Linked DNA regions of Sus scrofa: region 2 is linked to region 1. A link is a contact called in public HiChIP or PLAC-seq data. All regions are on one chromosome and are shown on one strand. The core of a region is the stretch at or near the end of the contact, and the rest is flanking DNA. Distances in the headings are between cores, read along the strand shown. Region 1 overlaps CREBL2 (cAMP-responsive element-binding protein-like 2). Region 2 overlaps BORCS5 (a long non-coding RNA gene).

Evidence for each region. HiChIP or PLAC-seq counts read pairs in DNA pulled down with a chosen protein or histone mark.
Region 2: a contact with region 1 is called in an H3K27ac HiChIP or PLAC-seq map of alveolar macrophages. The contact joins two enhancer-like sites. A contact is called at or near these places in 3 of 47 Hi-C or Micro-C datasets (brain, embryonic fibroblasts and mesenteric adipose tissue) and 1 of 2 datasets of contacts at active chromatin or transcription factors (alveolar macrophages).

What each region holds. Positions count from the first base shown.
Region 1 is chr5:59,813,132-59,819,619 of Sscrofa11.1, forward strand. All of the region lies in intron 1 of CREBL2 (cAMP-responsive element-binding protein-like 2), which reads right to left. Among named protein-coding and RNA genes, the nearest start is that of CREBL2, 15 kb to the right of the region's middle. Within about 2 kb of position 2,115, at least 2 of the 83 cell types and tissues checked have an H3K27ac peak or open chromatin away from gene starts, as enhancers often do. A contact at or near this core is called in alveolar macrophages, where this site is marked.
Region 2 is chr5:60,048,411-60,054,990 of Sscrofa11.1, forward strand. The region is part of intron 2 of BORCS5 (a long non-coding RNA gene); the gene reads right to left. Among named protein-coding and RNA genes, the nearest start is that of BORCS5, 21 kb to the right of the region's middle. Within about 2 kb of position 4,606, at least 9 of the 83 cell types and tissues checked have an H3K27ac peak or open chromatin away from gene starts, as enhancers often do. A contact at or near this core is called in alveolar macrophages, where this site is marked.

The DNA of each region.
Region 1 (6,488 bases), core at 865-3,364:
CAGAAACATCCTCTCAATATCCTTGTTATTTATTTACCTGTATAGGCACAAGTTTTTGGTGACTGGCAGAGTAATTTGATCTTCTTCATTGTTTAGCTTTGGAATGTCCTCAAGTGCTTATACAAGATGTAATTTTGAGATAAAGATAATGAATTTTAAAATAAATGAACCTGAACTTATACATCAAATGAATTTCCTTTAAAGGAGTCATCTTGAAAGGGGTACCTTTTTCCAATGAACAAGCTTTCTTGGAAGCTGCTTTTGGAGCCAGTTTCTTACAAGCCACAACACAATGTGCCACATTACTTTCTAGTGATACATTATTCTTTAAATTCCCAAACAACCTAATTGTCCACTTTATCTGATGAGGTTCTGAATGATGTCTAGTTCTTTCTGAAAATTACTCTCAGAGAATAAAAATGTCATTAACTTCAGTATACTGAAAAGAATAATGCTGAGTCTTTAAAGGCAATTAAAAGAGAAGATGCAAAACTCAAATACTGGCAAGTCACTGGAATAAACATAGAAGCCTCACAGGTAATAAAACTAAAAGGATCAATATTTATTTGGATATAGAAAAACTCTGATCTGTTTGTTTGAAATCACTATTAATACCATACACCAACAGTACCCGGTACCATATAAAGATCAGATCATTATGCAGTATGATAGTTAGGTCAGGAAAGCCAAACTTCAAATGGGAACTAGCTATATTTACCAAAGCCTGTGTCACAATATGATGGCTAGCTACTGCATCTAGCATTTTAAGGGGGTTCTGAAATGAGATCGAATACTCTGAGGCTCTGAGAAAATATCTTTTCTTTACACCACCATCTTAAACGCTAGCTACTTGAGTACTATTCCCAAATTAGTTGCAACTTTTCAAAAACTGGTATTTTAAAGCTTTCCTATTCTGCATCATCACATTTCCCCCCCAAATAATAATATACACCTCAAGAAACTTTTCTTCAGAGTCGAATATATAATTAGCAATTGTAGGATGACTAGTGGACCAAATATTACCATGGACTAAATTTTAAATTATCCTTACATTACATCAACTGTAAAATTGTAATAAAATATTTTGAAATCACCCTACATTAGAATAAAGTGTATTTGCTACTGACGTAGTTTTTAAGAAGCACTATATTTACCTAACCTGCATCAGGGAAGAATCCTTATCTCTGGCTTGGTTTCCACATAGTTTTTGTGAAACTAAATTCCACTTTCAAAAAATCGTAAGGACAAGCAACTGTCAAACCAGACTGAAATTTAATAAGATTTCTTGTCACCTTAACTACATGACAGATCTCTTGTCCCAGTTCCTTTCTTCAAAAAAACCTTATGTGGAAAGGGAAAGGCCAGAAATTTCTTTGGCAAACAATTCCATCCCTAGCAATCTGTGTGTGACTGCGCTGCTTCAAGTACAGTCATGTCTAAACTCATGTCTATAGTGAAATAAACAGTAATCACATCTATTCTTTAGGCATTAAAATGAGTCATCAATCACACCCTGCTATAATCTAATATCTCATATACTGCTGCTTTTAATTAATTCAGGAATGGAATTCAGGAATGGCTGCCTTTCAGAAGCCAGTGAGAGGACACAGTGTACTTCAAAGATTTCATTGATTTTTTTATACAAACCTAGCATAGTCATAAAAATCAAATAAAAGTTATAACCCTTTGTTTAGTTTTCATGGTAGCAAAATACTTAAATTGGAAGTGTTTTATTACTTTTTTTTTAAAGTAGGAAGGCAACCCAGGGCTCTTTCATTTTATGTCATCTGTAAAATTACATTTAAAACCACCACTACTCTAGCTTAATATTTCCTCAGTAATAAACTGAATTTTTGGCTTCTGGTGCTAGCTAAAATCTGATTAGTGTACCGGTTTCCAAGAGTCAAGCACATCACAGCATTTCTGTAAATCTTAGGTAAAATAATGTATGAAAGCACTTTGTAAAAAGAAAGAGAGTATTATACAAATGTAGCTTAGTATACTAAGTTGTCCTAACAAATGAATTTTATATATTTCATAAGCCATAAAGACTGGGGGACAGATAAGGGAAGTTAATTAGAAATTAAGAACCAGAAACTAAAACTGAAATCAACCTCACAAATTCCTTAAAGATCTCTGAGCCACAAGTTAAGTCTTACCAGTGTTTCTTAAAATTTTCACAAACTCGGTAATAACCACATTTTCTTTTTCACCCCCCCCCCCCGCTCTCCTATGTCTTCTGTGAGGAAGCACATTATTGTAGCTAAAGAAAAGTACTGATTTTTATGCACCAACACAAACTCCAAAGAAAACTATGAAAATAACCCCCAAATTTATTTTCTGTTCTAATTTTATTTCTCCTGACATAAAGCGATATGAAATTTTAAACAGCTATTTTTACAACAATGTACCTCTTTATTGGCTATCCATGTTACCTCCTGTTCCTCCCCAAAACACACTTGTGAGCTGGGGACCAAAGGTACAAAGGGAAACACAAGGCCTGTCCACCTAACCCCAACTGCTAAGAAAAGAAACCTGCCAGCCATTGATTTTGTCTTGCCCTGCACAGAGAACGTACTTCACAAAGGTAGGATATTAGAGATGTTAGATTTCAGTAGGGCCTCTGTAATACTAAGTCTGTCTTCATTAGATATTAAAAATGTTAAAGTCTATTTATCATAAGCAAGTAAGAATGAAAATCTACTTTTCTGCTAACTTTTTTAACACTTTCTCCTTTGAAATAAGTTAAAAACTACAGATCATGATTTTCAGAAAGTAAGCACCAGGGACTTGGTCACATATATTTTATCTTAGTACACAATAAGTATTTAATAAATATGACAGATTAAAAAAAAGACATTCCTAAATAACCAATGAGTCATAGAAGAGCTCATAAGGGAAATTTAAAAAATACTTTAAGATGAAGGAAAAGGAAAACATACCAAAACTTTATGAGATAAAGCTAAAGCAGTGCCCAGGAGCTATAAACATCTAAATAAAGAAAGAAGTAATATTTTAAAACCAATAACCTAATTTTCTACTTTAAGAAACTAGGGGAAAAAAGAGCAAATTAAACCCAAAGCAAGTAGATGAAAGAAATAATATTAGAGTAGAGATAAATGAAACAGAGACTAGAAAAACAACAGGAAAAAAAAAAAAACACCACCTGGTTCTTCTGAGAGACCAAAAAAATTGACAAACTTTCACCTAGACTGACCAAGAGAAAACATTCAAAACTCTAAAATCAAGACTGAGAGAGAAGTCATCACTATTAACTTCACCAAAGTAAAAATGGTTATATGGGAATACTATGAAAAATTACATGCCCCAAAACTAGATAACGTGGTTGAAATTGACAAATTTCTGGAAAGTCACAAAGTAGTAAGACTGACTCAAGAAGAAATAGAAAATCTAAAAGGACCTATAACAAAGAAACTGGAAAAGTAATTAAAAATTTTTTCATAGAGAAAGTCAGGGTCCAGGTGACTCCAAACATTTGAAGAATTCTCCAAACATTTGAAGAATTAACACTAATTCTTTAGAAACTCTTTCAAAAGACAAGAAAGGAAAGAACATTTCCCAGTTCATCCTATGAACCAATTATCAGCCTGATACCAAAACCAAAGCTGCCATAAGAAAAGAAAATTAAACACCCAAATGAGGAATAGAAGGGAACTTCTTCACCCCGATAAAGGGCATCTATGAAAAAAATCCACAGCAAATGTCATAAAGGTGAAAGACTGAATGCTTCCCCCCAAAGGTCAGAAACGAAGGATCTTGTCAACATTGTATTGGAAGTTCTAGCCACAGCAAGAAGGCAAGAAGAAGAAAGAGAAGGCATTCAGATTAGAAAGGAAAAAGTAAAACTATTTCTATTTAAGGATGATATATATGATCATATACATAGAAAATTCTAAGGAATCCAGAAAAAACTATTAGAGCTGATAAATGAGTTAAGCAAGGTTGCAAATACAAGATCAATATATAAAAATCAGTTGTGTTTCTATACACAATGAATAAGCTGAAAACAAAATTATGAAAACATTCCATTTAGGAGAGCACAGAAAAGAACACAATACTTAGGAACAAATGTAATAAAACAAATACAAAACTTAAACACTTGAAAACCATTAAAAATCACTGTAAGGAATTAAAGAAGATCTAATAAAAGAAAGATATTCCAGGAGTTCCCATCGTGGCGCAGTGGTTAACGAATCCAACTAGGAACCATGAGGTTGCGGGTTCGGTCCCTGCCCTTGCTCAGTGGGTTAACGATCCGGTGTTGCCGTGAGCTGTGGTGTAGGTTGCAGACGCGGCTCGGATCCCGCGTTGCTGTGGCTCTGGCGTAGGCCAGTGGCTACAGCTCCGATTCAACCCCTAGCCTGGGAACCTCCATATGCCGCGGGAGCGGCCCAAGAAATAGCAACAACAACAACAACAAAAGACAAAAAAAAAAAAAAAAAAAAAAAGATATTCCAAATTAATGAATTGGCAGACTTAATATTAAAATGACAATACTCCCCAAATTGAGCTACATATTCAACACAATCCCTATCAAAATTCCATCTAACTTTTTGCAGAAACTGACAAGATAATCCTAAAATTCATATGGAAATATAATGGAACCAAAATAGCCAATGCAATCTTGAAAAAGAACAAAGGTGGAGGGGTCATACCTTCTGATTTCAAAATTTTTTAGAAAGCTACAGTAATCAGGATAGTGTAATACTGGCACAAGAACAGATATAAAGATCAATGGAAAATAATTGAGAATCCAGAATTAAACCCTTATGTTTATGGTCAACTGATTTTTTTTTCCCAACTGATTTTCAACAATGTACCAGAACAAGAGAGAATTGGGGAAAAAATAGTCTTCTCAATAAATGGTGCTGGGAGAACTGGATAGCCACAGAGAATTAAGTTGGACTCCTACAACATGCTATATATAAAAATTAACTCAGAATAAAAGGCTGAATTTATTAAAGAGAGACAGCTACAGACCCCTTAAGAGGAAAACATAAGAATAAATTTTTGTGACCTTGGATGAGGCAATGGTTTCTTTTTTTTTAATTAATTTATTTTGCTTTTTAGGGCCACACCTGTGGCACATGGAGGTTCCCAGGCTAGGGGTCAAATCAGAGCCACAGCAAGGCAGGATCAGAGCCATGTCTGAGACCTACACCACAGCTCGCGGCAATGCCAGACCCTTTACCCACTGAGTGAGGCCAGGGATCAAACCCGCAACCTTGTGGTTCCTAGTCAGATTCGTTTCCACTGCACCACGACAAGAACTCCAGCAATGGTTTCTTATATATATGACATCACAAGCATAAGCAACAAAAAAAAAAATAAACTGGACTTCACAAAATTAAAAATTTTCTGTTTCAAAGGACACCATCAAGGTGAAAAGACAATTCACTGAATGGGAGAAAATATCTGTAAATATTTGTAAATCATATCTATGACAAGGGAGTTAGATCCAGATACATAAAGTACTCTCACAACTCAACAATAAAAAGATAAATAATCCAATTAATATGAAGGGAAGTGGAGTTCCTGTTGTGGCTCAGCGATAATGAACCCGACTAATATCCATGACAACTTGGGTTTGATCCCTGGCCCTGCTCATTGGGTTAAAGGATATGGCATTGCCATGAGCTGTGGTGTAGATCACATCATAGACGTAGCATGGATCTGGTGTTGCTGTGGCTGTGGTATAGGCCAGCAGCTGCAGCTCCAATTCACCCCTAGCCTGGGAACTTACACATGCTGCAGGTACAGCCCTAAAAAGCAAAAAAAAAAAAAAAAAAAAAAAAAAAACCAAAACAAAAAAGGAATGAGGGCAAAGTACCTGAACAGAGATTTCTCCAAAGAAGATATACAAATGGCCAATAAGCATATGAAATAATGCTCAACATCATCGTCATTAGAGAAATGAGATTCAAAATCATGGGATTATCACTTTAAACCCACTAGGATGGCTATAGATTTACGGCAAAATGCCAATAACAAGTGTTGGTATAGGTGTTATATTCCTACATTGCTTGTGGGAATATAAAATAGTGCCCACTTTGGAAAATAGTTTCGCAGTTCCTCCAAAATATTAAACATAGAATTACCATACGACTTAGCAATTTTACCCCTAAGTATATCCTAAAAAGAAATGAAAACATATGTCCACATAAGAACTTACACACAGATGTTCACAGTACTATTATTCACGATAGCTAAAAAGTGGCAACAGCCTAAATGTCCATCAACTGATTAATGGATAACAAAATGCAGTGTATCCATAAAATGGAACATCAATCAGCCATAACAACGAATGGAGTACTGATACATGGTACAACATCGATGAACCTTGAAAACATTATGCTAAGTGAAAGAAGCCAAACACAAAAGGCCACATACTATAGGATTCTATTTATAATGGAATGTCTAGAATAGGCAATCTATAGCAATATAAAGTAGATCAGTGGTTGCTTAAG
Region 2 (6,580 bases), core at 3,356-5,855, 240 kb after region 1:
ATGCGCTATGGTGTAGGTCACAGATGCAGCTCAGATCTGGTGTTGCTATGCTGTAGTATAGGCCTGCAGCAACAGCTCCAATTAGATCCCTAGCCTGGGAATCTGGCTAGGACCGACGGCATATGGAGGTATTCAGGCTAAGGGTTGAATCTGGGAATCACACTGGACAAAACAGCAAGATCCAACTATACGCTTTTTATAAGACACACAGCTTAGATTCAAAGACACAAATGAGTTCAAAGTAAAGGAAGAAAAAAGATATATACTATGCAGAGAACTATAAGAGAGAGTGGCTATATTATTATCTTTAGGACAAAAGTAATATCTTTAGGACAAAAAGTATTATTAAGGAAAATTTTCATAATATTAGAGTGATTACATCAGAAAGATATAATAATGATAAATGTATTCACACCTTACAATACAGCCTCAAAACAAATGAAGGAAAAACTGACAGAATTGAAAGAAGCAACAGACAATTCAACAGTAACAGATAATTGGGAATTACCTTGCAGCAGGTTAAGGACCCTGCATTGTCACTGCAGCGGCTCAGGTCACTACTCTGGCATGGGTTTGATCCCTGGCCTGGGGAACTTCCATATGCCACAGGTGCAGCCAGAAAGGTAATAATAACAACAACAGTGATTAACTTAGTAACTCTCTCTTAATAATTGGTAAAACTAAAATTTAGTAACTCACTCTTTTAGTTAAAACCAATAAGGATAGAGAAGACTTGAACCCAAACAACTTGAGCCAATGGCTGGAGAGAACATACTCTTTAGAAGTGCACATGGCTTACACCATTCACAAACAGCAACTCAAAATGGATCAAAGACGTAAATGTAAAACACAAAACTATAAAATTCCTAGAAAAATAACAGGAGAAATTCTAAATTTCATTGGGTTTAGTGATGACTAAAGCAGAGCTTAGAGGAAAGTTTCTGGCTTTTAAATGCCCGTTTCAGAAAAAAAGATGTGAAATCAATCAACTAAACTCATAACTCAACAAACCAGAAAGAGAAATGCAAATGAAACCCAAACCAAGCAGAAGAAAAGAAAATAATGAAGATGAGAGCAGAAAGCAATGAAATAGAAAACAGGAAAACAAGAAGAAAAATCAGTGACACTTTGACAGTGATTTTGGTTCACTGAATAGATCAACAAAACTGACAAATCTGTAGTCAGAATGACCGAGAAAAAATGAGAAAAGACTCAAATGATCAAAATCAGGAATGGAAGAAGAACATCACTATTGCCATCATAGAAATTTAAAGGATTAAAATGGATTATGAAAAAATATAAAATTAGGGACATGAAAGACAAAAAATACCAAAATTGACTCAAGGAGAAATAGAAAATCTCAATAGACTTATACCAAGTAAAGAAAATCTTAGGCCCAGTGGCTTCACTGGGAACCATATCAAATATTTAAAGATCAAATAATACCAATCCTTCACAAACTCTTACAGGAAAGAAGAAATACTTCCCAATGGATTTTATGAATCCAGTATTCCCTCATATCAAACAAGTCACAAGAGAAAAGAAAAAAAAAAAACTACAAATTAATTCCTAAATTATGATAGGTCACAAAGGTCTGATATCCAGGTATGTGCACAAAAACTTTCATTCTAAACATTCATACAGGACGAATGCTTTATTGACACTTTTTAAAAAATTTCCAAGGCCATACGTATATATGAGATTCTTACACTGATTTTAGAACTTGATTATACCCAACACCTCTACAAACAGGATTTGTTCCTCCACTGTTCTGGGCCCACAGGTAATCTGAGTAAAGATAATGAAATGTATAAGAAAGGCTCATAGACAGAATTCTCTAAGAAATCATTTTTTAAACTGAAATACTGGATATGGGTTGATGGTAAAGCCCTGGGAAGCCTCATTAGATTACTGTAACTTCCTGAAAAGGCGGCTGAGTGTATTAAATTACAGGTTGAAGAGTCAAAGGCCAAGACACTGGGGAAATTTATCTATTAGCTACAATAAGTCTAGCGGTGTTAAGATGGTCTCAGGGCTTTCAGGAGTTCTACTTCCTTGTCTTCAAGGGAACTCATAAAGCCATACTAGTACATGGTCCAACCTAAAAATTCTACAATGTAGGAGACTGTAAACCTTCTAACATCGGACCTCTCAGTAGAACACTTAGTTCAAATATGGAATTGCAAACTTTTCCTAAGCCATTGTTGGAAACATTAACAAAGTTGCGTAGGAGTTCCCGTTGTGGGTCAGTGGGTTAAGAACCTGACATAGTAGAGACACCAATATCAAATGCTATCACTTACATATGGAATGTAAAAAACGGACACAATGAACTTCTTCTCAGAACAGATACTGACTCAGACTTTGAAAAACTTATGGTTTCCAAAGGAGACAGGTTGGGGGGTGGGGAGATGCAATGAGGGTTTGGGATGGAAACGCTATAAAATTTGGTCGTGATGATTGTTGTACAACTATAAATCTAATACAATTCATTGAGTAATTAAAAAAAGAAGAAGAAGAAGCTGACATAGTATCCATGAGGATGTAGGTTTGATCCTGGCCTTGCTCAGTGGGTTAGGGATCTGGTGTTGCAGCAAGCTGTGGCACAGGTCACAGATGCCGCTTGGATCTGACGTTGCTGTGACTGTGGCGTAGATCAGCAGCTGCAGCTCTGATTTAACCCCTAGCCTAGAAACTTCCATATGCTGAGAGTGTGGCCCTAAAAATCGAAAAAAGAAAAGTTGCATAAGCATAGGGTTCCTGCCCCTTACCGGCTTCCCCTAATATTAACATAGTACATAACCACAGTATAGTGATCAAAACAAGAAAATTAACATTGGTATAATGCAATCATATAACTATACACCTTATTCAAATTCCCATTTTCCCCATTAACATCCCTTTCCTCTTCTAGGATTCAATCCAAGACCACATTACAGGTCTCCTTAGTTTCCTCCAACCTATCACAATTCTTCAGTCACTCCTTGTCCTTCCTAACTTTGACTCTTATGAAGAACAGTCGTCAGTTACTTTGCAGACTATCCTTAATATTTTTTCTGATTTAATATTATTATTAACAAAAATCATTTACTGAGAGTTTACTAAGTACAAGGCACAAAGTGGAGCCCTCCATCTGTATCACCTCTTTTAAAACGGAAGTGTTTTTTTTTTTTTTTTTTTGTCTTTTGTTGTTGTTGTTGCTATTTCTTGGGCCGCTCCCGCGGCATATGGAGGTTCCCAGGCTAGGGGTTGAATTGGAGCTGTAGCCACCAGCCTACGCCAGAGGCACAGCAACGCAGGATCCGAGCCGCGTCTGCAACCTACACCACAGCTCACGGCAACGCCGGATCGTTAACCCACTGAGCAAGGGCAGGGACCGAACCCGAAACCTCATGGTTCCTAGTCGGATTCGTTAACCACTGCGCCACGACGGGAACTCCTAAAACGAAAGTGTTTTTAACACACTTTATTTTATTCTATTTTTGGCTGCACCCGTGGCAAGCGGAAGTTCCAGGCCTGGGATCAAACCTGAGCTGCAGCAGTAACCCGAGCCACACCCATGACAACAGCTGAATCCTTAACCAGTAGGCCGCCAGGGAACTCCAGAAGTGCGTTTTAAAAACTTTAGAGCAGAAGCATTTTAAAATCAAAGAGTAATCATCTTTAACTCACCTTTCTTCAAGTGCTCATGTTTTATAAACTACAAAGCATTACCAAACATATTATTATTCCCCCACTCTAATATCCTTTAATGTCCTCTCCCCCCCAAAAAAAATATTAAGTCAAGTATAAGGCTTAATTTCAAAGCCCTTGAGTTCTCGATCCTTCTGAATCTTTACTGCCCACATCTTCTTACCCTTGAACCTTGGCTCATTGCTTTCTTCATTTGTACCTGCCCTCCCTTTTCATCTCTAAAAACCCTTTCTTGAAGACACCTTTAATCACTGCCCCTAGCTTCCAACAATTACTGATCCTCTGAAATCCCATAGAGTTTAACAACTTGCAGGACTCATCCAATAAATACACAATGCCCTGAGCTGGGGGATATGTTTTTCTAGATTCTTGTCTCCCAAATGAAACTTTTCGAAAGGAAGACTTGGGACCTATCTTTTTTTTTTCCTATGCTAGCTACCCTCATATACTACTGCAATGCTGAATAACATTACTGAATACCTACCAAGTGCCAAGCTTTGTGGCAGGCCCTGAGAAATTAGAGATGATTAAAACACAACCCCAACTCTTCAGGAATTTTGATGTAATATATGTTTCCTTGAGTACTGTGAGACTGAAAACAGAGTTTATCTCCAAAAAATTAAGGTCACTGAAAGTTTCCTGTGACAGTACAATTTTTCCTTTTCTGTCTTGATAAACACTAAAATAACTAATTATAGATTACTAATGTGTCACAGAACATGTTTTAATGTGTCACAGACATGTTTTAATGTGTCACAGAACATATTTTCCAACCAGCTTGTGCTCGAAGCAAGCCATGACTCGGTTTTAGGAGAAATCCAGGTGGTACAGAGTAAATTTAATTAACCAAAGGCGTTGCAAATATGGCCAAAGGTTGTAGCAAATTTCCTCCAGCTTACCAACTGTTTTAGTCTAGTGACATCTAGTGGCAGAAGTGTTAAAAACAAAAACACAGCACTGTTATAAATTGAACTACACTAGAGGGAAGCCATCTTAGGAAAAAAGCAGCAAAATGTGAGAAAGAACTATGATATTCACTAGCATTTTAAAAATGTTTTGGAGTTTCTGTCGTTGCTCAGTGATTAGTGAACCCGATGAGCATCCATGAGGACTCGAATTCGATCCCTGGGCTTGCTCCAGTGGGTTAAGGACCTGGCGTTGCTGTGAGCTGTGGTGTAGGTCACAGACGCAGCTCGGATCCCAAGTTGCTGCGCCTGTGGTGTAGGCCGGCAGCTATAGCTCCGATTTGACTCGTAGCCTGGGACCTTCCATATGCCGTGGGTATGACCCTAAAAAGACAAAAAAAAAAAAAAAAAGTTTTAACTTTGTTGTACAGCAGAAATTATCACAACACTGTAAATCAACTATACCTCAAGAAAACTTTAAAAAATGAAAAAAATGTTTTAATGTCTTTTTGCCCTATTAAAAAAAAATTCCCCAGGTGGCTTTATTATTCATAATTTAAAGTTTTGGAAATAATTATTATTAAGACCACAAATATAAATTCTTCTAAAGCTGTTCCAGTCAATGTTTCCTGCCTCTTTCAGACGGAATAAATTCTTCCATCCTTTAGGTTCTCTGATGGGTTATACTTTATTTATAGCAATTACCCTGTTGAATCACAATTTATCTGCCAACAATTTATCACTAGCCTGTAAGCGCTTCAGGCAAAGAGTGGTGTTTTTCGCTCTTGTGTCCCTAGACTGACAATATCTGATAAACTGCAAGACCTTACTTAGCAAATTTGGTTAAATGAATAAATAGACATATGAAACATTACATGCTTTAAGAAAGCATGTGATGTCTACCTGTGCTCAGAAGTGAGAAAGCTGATGTAGTACCAGTTCCAAATATGATTAAATTAGCATCAAATAAATGTCTAATAATCAGTTAAAATTTGGGGGCTGGGAGATAAGAAATTTTTTTAATTCTGGGAATATCTTTAAAATCTGGGCTTTCCTAAATAAACATGTGTCTCAAATACCAATGTGCTTTGTTTTATTTTTTTTCCACTGTGTTTTAAAATAGAAGAATTTTTATATGTGGTTTTTGGAAAAGTAGAAAAATTCAAAATGACTAACAAAATTTTATACTATTCAGTCTTAGAATGTTTCTAGGCTGCCACTTAGCAGAAACTACAAGCCAGAACCTTAAAAGGAAATATATACTGTACATTCATCTTCACTGTCATATTCCAGGCATAAAAGCCCAGCTCAGGCAGGAAATGTTATTGCTTAAAGGGATATATCCTTGGATACCAGCTAAAATAAACCATGTGTATTTTGTTTAAATTTGTAAAAGAACGCAAATTGAAAGTTTAGAGAAACAAACAAGAATGAATGATCAGTACATAAACTATCTGATAATTATTCCAAGAAGTTGAGTTTAATATGGCTTAAAATTAAAATCAGAATTTAACCTGCATATATTTGGGTATTTAGACTAAGAACAGAAAATTAAAACAGTATATCCCAGATGTAGTTTTGGTCAAGAATTCATTTGGCATCTTTTAATTTTATCTTGTTATCTACATGGAAGATTTTCAGCCATGGACACCCTCCCTGGCCCTGTCTTCTCCATGTGGCTGCCTTCCATCCGTCCCTGAAAGCTCAGCTTCAATGTTACTTCCTCTGTGAAGCCGGCCCCAAATTCCAAGGTCAAATGAATGATTCCCTCCTCTGGGCCTTCCTAGTCTTTTGGGCACATGACCAGTGTTACACAGGCTATGTCACTATGAGTTATATTTACCTGTCTAAATCACTCCCAAAGCTATAAGCTCCCAAAGGACAGCAAGTGTGTCTCCATCTTCTTTGTATCTCCACTGTCTGCAGCACTACCAGGACCTGGGCAAGGATATACCAATATTTTGCAGAAATGAATGATCAAC